Regions from separate parts of the Triticum aestivum genome. Here region 1 is linked to region 2. The links are chromatin contacts, called in public Hi-C maps. All regions are on one chromosome and are shown on one strand. The core of a region is the stretch at or near the end of the contact, and the rest is flanking DNA. Distances in the headings are between cores, read along the strand shown.

What was found. Hi-C and Micro-C count contacts between places; a contact is called where the count stands out from the background.
Region 1: a contact with region 2 is called in a Hi-C map of leaf, with 4 times the contacts expected there. The contact joins the promoter of LOC123090705 here to the promoter of LOC123090700 in region 2. A contact is called at or near these places in 2 of 5 Hi-C or Micro-C datasets (both in leaf).

The regions. Positions count from the first base shown.
Region 1 is chr4B:24,106,271-24,109,388 of IWGSC CS RefSeq v2.1, forward strand. It overlaps LOC123090705, which reads left to right and starts at 1,866. Exons shown (of 3, transcript XR_006442543.1): 1 at 1,866-2,262. LOC123090704 (calcineurin-binding protein 1) reads left to right here. Exons shown (of 21, transcript XM_044512034.1): 19 at 1-413; 20 at 492-576; 21 at 666-1,122. The coding sequence ends at 901.
Region 2 is chr4B:23,922,595-23,925,731 of IWGSC CS RefSeq v2.1, forward strand. LOC123090700 reads left to right here and starts at 1,815. Exons shown (of 6, transcript XR_006442541.1): 1 at 1,815-2,169; 2 at 2,264-2,546; 3 at 2,759-2,809.

The DNA.
Region 1 (3,118 bases), core at 616-3,115, 180 kb after region 2:
ATGGCCTTCTACTTTACGTTGATCTGCAACCTGATGAGCTCCTTATCTCATCCCCTGATGGGCCTACCCAATTCAAAGGTCTTGACATGAATTGGTTTGAGACACTCGCTAGAATTAAAAACATTCCAATCAGACAGACATCCGAGGATAACATGGAGACTGCAGTTACTGTAATGAAGAGCACTTACAACTTTTATCGGGACAGTTCTTGTGGAACATTTCCCTCAGGTATTAATCTCTACACAGTAACCCCATCCCAGGCATCTGTTGAAGGGTCATTACAGCAAGCCCCCGGTATAGTTGACATCCTTGACCTAAGCATCCCAAGGAAGCTCCTTCTGTGGGTATATACATTAGTTCACGGTCGATATTGCAACATATCCGCTGTCGTAAAGTACTGCGATGAGATGAAGGTACGTCCTGCACTGCTCATCTTGGGAGTACTTGCTGTGTAGCTTTTCATCCTTCACATCATTTCATTCCTTCTGCAGGCAAGAAATAAAAGAGGAACCCTAACGGCGGCAGCTTCGTCGCAAGTCACGCCTCCAGCACCGCACAGCTCTGTTTCTTCTCATGGTATTCCACGCAACTCCTGACATCTGGACGGTAGGATAGCTACCTTCCCTCTTCTTTCCCTTGATATGTGTTGTTTGTGTTGTTCACAGTTACATCTAAAGAAAAGAGTGCGCATTCCGTGTCCAGTGAAGCTCAAGAAGCAAATGCCTCTGCTCCATTAGCGGCCAGTGTTCCTCTTCACCAAGAAGCAGAGGGCAGCGCGTCGCTGATTGCCACCGAGGCGCAGAAACCCAGCACCGTGGCATCCCAACTCTCGCGCAGCGGCTCATCTAGGACAACGGAAAGTGCTCCGGATGGCGGCCAAGGCAATGCCGGTGCAGCTTGATTGTGCATCATGCTTCTCTATACCCATGGGATGGTCATGAGTTCTGATTAGATTGAAGGCTTCTCCCTTTCCAGCAGAAATATGATGTACTGCAGCTGTAGCAGGAATAGGTCTGATGTCTTTCCTGGTGTATAAACTAACCTTATACTAGAAGCTAATGTAACAACTAAGGACATGTTTGATTTGTAGCCACAGTTGTGATGTGCCACACCTTTTTAACATCTGACCTTGCTTGTGATAAAATCGTTTTCTATCCAACCTTTTTCTGCAGGTGTGACGACCATTTTTGTCTGCCACAAAAAATGGTGGTTTTGCCATGGTTGTGGCACAAAAAGTGTGGAAGACAATCAAACATGCCGTTGCCATTTCACTTTTTTGGATCATTCCCTACCGTCTTGAATTTCTGGGGGCAGTGGTAAGAACCATCTGCAACAAACTGAGATGGAAAGAACGAAATGTTCGCAACAAGTCGTTGACTATATTGGAATTTGGAAACAACACCTGACAATGGCTCTGAATAAATATGAGCTGAATTTCAAGATGTTATGCCGGCTCAGTCTTTCGGAGGTGCTCATATTGGTAGGGTGTGCGTGTGTGCGTTCATAGGGGTGAGTGTATGCGTGTGTATATGAGTGCTTGTGTCTGTACTGATGTTAAAAAAAATGAGCTGCACCATTTTTTCCGAAACATAGTATTATTTATTTCTAGAACATGAAAAAAACGATTCTCACATTTTCTTCGTTTTTTAGCATTACTTTTTCTTCAGTCTCCATAAAAACTTTTTCTTCGGTTTTTTTAGGGGTGCTATTTCTTCAGTATTTTTAGGGGATCTTTTCCTCGGTTAAACAGAACTGAAAATGAGCGGATTAGGCTACCATCCGGCCCAAAAAATGTTGGGCTGGGCCGGTCATCACCTGCTGCAAATCCACGTTGACATCGCCGCCGGCCACGCACCCACCCACCACCATCCCTAACCACGAGACGCCTACCGGGCCGGAGGAAGAAGACATTTCCTCAGATCGCGAGCGAAAGAGAGAGCGAGAGGAGCCTCGGCCGCCATGGGATTCATCATGGAGTTCGCGGAGAACCTGGTCCTGCGGCTGATGGAGGACCCGGAGCAGCGCGACGAGGCGCAGCGGGCGCACGTCTACCGGATGAAGGAGCGGTGCGAGCGCACCAAGGCCGCCTGGGCGCTCCCGCTCCGCCCCTACGGCTTCTGGACCTTCGACCGCTTCAACTCCCAGCTCTCCTGGGACCCCCAGATCAGCCAGGCCGCCGGCCGCCGCGACCCCTACGACGACCTCCTCGCCCGCCACGCCGGCCCCGCCACGCCCTCCTCCTCCTCCTGAAGACCGAATCCGGTGCGTCACCTCCCCTCCCCTCCCCTCCAGCCAGATCTACATACCCGCTTGTTGCTCCCGCCGTCCATGTTGTCGTGCCCGCGGTCGTCTCTGCCTGCGTAGGGAGGGATTCGATTGATATGCCGTCCATGTTACCGCGTCCGCAGTCGTCTCTGCCTGCCTAGGAATTCGATTGATAGCGCAGGCGGATTCGAATGCGGGGATCCGTGGAGGAGAATTCGATGTTCTGCGGCCGTAGGTTCGAAAAATGCTCCAGCTAGGTTTAGTTTAGTTTAGGCTGCATAGTTTGGTATTGTAGGTTAGTATTGTCAGATTTTGGGTGCTGCTGCGGTGAAGGGCGGAGTAGTTCATATGGCTTGCCGCTCAGTTGATTCGCGAAACTGCAGTGGGTCGCCTTATCTTACACCTGCTATTCATTGGGTATCTGTTGGTAGGAGAAGCCTTCGGTGGAGTTTTGCTTCAAGTTTTGATGAGTTAGGCTTTGTGTTTCCCCAGCCTCTGGCGTTCTGTTAACATAGTGTGTTTCGTGTTGCTGTCTGGATCCCCAGTCCTGTTTAATGTTTCGTGAGTGGCGAGAAAGCCGGTACACATGCTTGAACATTCAAAGTATGCCGGCCGCCCCCTTTCAATGGTTTGTACTTCTCGTTAGGCTGTTTTGATTTTGTTGAATTCTCAGCCTTTTATTTAGTTTTCGTTATGCGATTGCCTCACTGGGCCACTGGAGCATTTCGGCCTCACATGTACCACGGCATGCTTGAGGAATCATGTAAGTAGACTCCAAAAATGTTGGTGACATTGTTCTGGAGAGTCGAAGGATTTAGATAATGCTTACTTCAAACTTGTAGGTTCTATCCAT
Region 2 (3,137 bases), core at 565-3,064:
AGGACATCGGGCGGTGGAGTAATCAAGAGACGGGGAGGGGACAGACAGTGCAGTGCAGTCTCCAAAGGAGTGGGCTTTTGCGCTTTAATTTGGCGTTCCCGCTTGGGGAGGACTAAACTAAACGAGGGAGAAAGCAGCGGTTAATTTATGCTTAGCATGGTGAGGTGATCATTGCCCTGTGACTTTGTTCTCATCTTTGTCGATGATTGATCTGCTGTACTGGTGCTCAATGCTTCTGGTATCATCATTATCATTGCTGCTGCTGCTGCTGCTACTTCTTTTTGTGCAAACATTTGGGGTGTAGATTATGTTGTTTCACACGGACGTTGTGGGCCGTTGCTTAGAAATAACAGACAGTGCCTGTGCATTGCATTGCTCTTCTGAAAAGAATGCTGGAAATAATAACTTAACCGCTATGATCTTTGTGTAATAATAATATTATGTGTGGTGCCACCATCATCTGGGTACAAGATGGTCTCTATGGGCGTGTTTGGTTGCAGTAGTGAATAGTAGCTGCGTTGCATACACATCTCAACCCAATCTGGCTCTGAAAAAACAGCCTCATATGCAACATCTGCAAGTTGTTTGGTTGCCTGCATATGGACTTTTTGCATTAGGGGATCAACTTTGGCATGTTGTTTGGTTGCTTGTATTGTCTCGGCGCATACAACTACACGCTGTTTTGGTTGCCCGCATGGGATATGATTAAGAGCTAAAACTTGCACTTAGCACATAAGGTTAAGAACTAGCAGAGAAAGGGGAAGAAGAAATGCAGTGTGCGCCGGACCATGGCGACTGCGATAGATAGTGGTTGCGGCGTTGTGTTCGACATGACGGGCATGGAGTCGTGGGCGAGCGACCCCGTCGGCGAACTAGTTGCGGTGCTCGTGCAAAGACAGTCGACAGAGGAGGAGAATGCAGTGCTCACGCCATGGTATCGTCAGTGTAGTGGACGAGAGAGGAGGCCGAGATGGTCGACGCTGGAAACGACTCCAGTGTAGTAGGGCGAGATAGAGGAGGCCAAGATGATCGACCCCGTCGGCGGCACGGCGAACTGCAGTGTGCGCGCCATTGCAGCATCAGTGCAATAGGAGGACGACAGAGAGTAGGCCGAGATGAGTGACGCTGGAAACGACTCTAGTGTAGTAGGACGCGGGTACCCCAAATCCCATGCGAAAACCCTAGCAGAATTCGGCCTATCTACCAACTACAACACATCTAGTAGGGCAATGCCGGCCGAAAAGAAGGATTTTTGAACATCAAAACGGCAAAAAAAAGGGAAGGATTCTTCAGATTAGGGGATTTACTGTACAAGGGGGCCGCCGCCCCTTCTGCACGACGAACATGGGACATCGACGCCGCCTCCCACAGGTGGCGAAGGCGCGAGGCGGCGGCACCTCCTCAACCATGCACAAAATCTGGTTGTCGCCTCCCCAACCTTCCGATGATCGCCGAGGCGGCGTCGCCTATGCAGCTCCCCCTTTCTCTATCGACGAAGACGAACGGGCAGGTGGAGTGATGGAGGGATGAATGGGGGATGCGGCGTCGCCCGAGGACTTTTTTGCTTATTTCCACATCCGCGCCTCCACAGTTCGCCACCTGTCCCCAACGAGCGGTCAACACATGGTCAAACTGCGTGTACGCACCGCATACGCGCTACAGTAACCGTATTTTCACGTCCCATCGTATTCAGTGACCGTAACGAGTGTATTTCAAAGTTGGGTGACCGTATCGTGCTTTCAACGCAATTATAGCGACCGTGGGTGTATTTATCTCTATATTTTTGGCAAGAGGAAAAAGAAATTGACACGTTGAGCGCAAAGTAGATAAGGCGTGCTTTTGAACCCCCCGAAGCGAAGTTGGCAGAGCGAGCGATACCACGCCACCGTTGGCCGCCGGGATGCTACTGGCGCGCGCCCCGCCGCCATCGCCGTCGGCGTTCAACTCCCCGGCGCTTTCGGCGCGCGCCTTCCGCCGTCGCCGCCTCGCCGCTCCCGGTGCCGCCGCGACGGCCGCGTCCAAGCCGCCTTCTCTCCGGGTCGGGCAAAGGCGCAAGCAGGTGGCGAGCGTGGCGAACCCCATGGTGAAGCACTGCGTGAAGCTCCGGGACTCGGCCGCCTACCGACGGTCCTGCCGCCGCCTCGTCCTCGTCGGCCTCGCCCCCGTCCTGTACCCTTCTCCCCCGCCCCGTCGCTCCGATCCTTTCCAGCGCCCTTCCATTTCTTACACTCTGCTCCTCCTCCGTGTTGCTCGCTCGCCGCAGGGAGATCTGCAGGCTTGGGCTCGCCGACATCGATTGCTTGCTCCTCTTGGACGGCGCAGAGGTCCCGGGTGAACTGCATGAGCTCTCTGGTGGCAATGTTGTGTATGTCAGCGCCACTGTGATGAAGAGGATCTCCGGGATGCGGTCGGTTGATTCAACCGAGGCGATTGCTGTCATGCACATGCCCAAGCATTTCTGTGACCTCGGTGATGAGGAGGGTGGAGCTGGTCTTGATGCGGCGTTCCAGTCTCCAAAGAGGATCCTGGTCCTTGATGGGATTCAGGTGAAGACGATGAGCGACACCCCACCATTATTCAGTAGCAGTCTTTTTGTGCAGAAAATGGGGGATGGTCGCATAGTTCGGGGGGGGGGGGGGGGGGGGGGGCTGGTGCTTATTTGAACTCTGAAGTGGTTTATTATTAGTACATCTCATAAGCACTGATTCGAGTTCTGTACAGTGCATCTAATGCCGGTGTTGATTCTGATACTTGGCAGGATCCGGGTAACCTCGGAACGCTGATAAGGTCAGCTTGTGCGTTCAAATGGGTATGCAGTTTTCTCCCTCAGCTATTGTACATGCTTTCTGGAGCTTATGCAATTCAAATGACACATTTTTCTGTTATTGTATATGAAGTTTATTACGAGAACTTTTATTTTAACATTCGGTATTCTATTTGAAATTTATGTGATCAGCAAGGTAAAATGAAGTTTAATAGAACTGAAAGCATGCAATTGTTAGGCTTCCAGACAATTGAGAGGGTGATAGTATAATACTTAGTGTTAATAAGGTCAGCTTGTGCGTTCAAATGGGTATGCAGTTTTCTCCCTCAGCTATTGTACATGCTTTCTGGAGCTTATGCAATTCAAATGACAC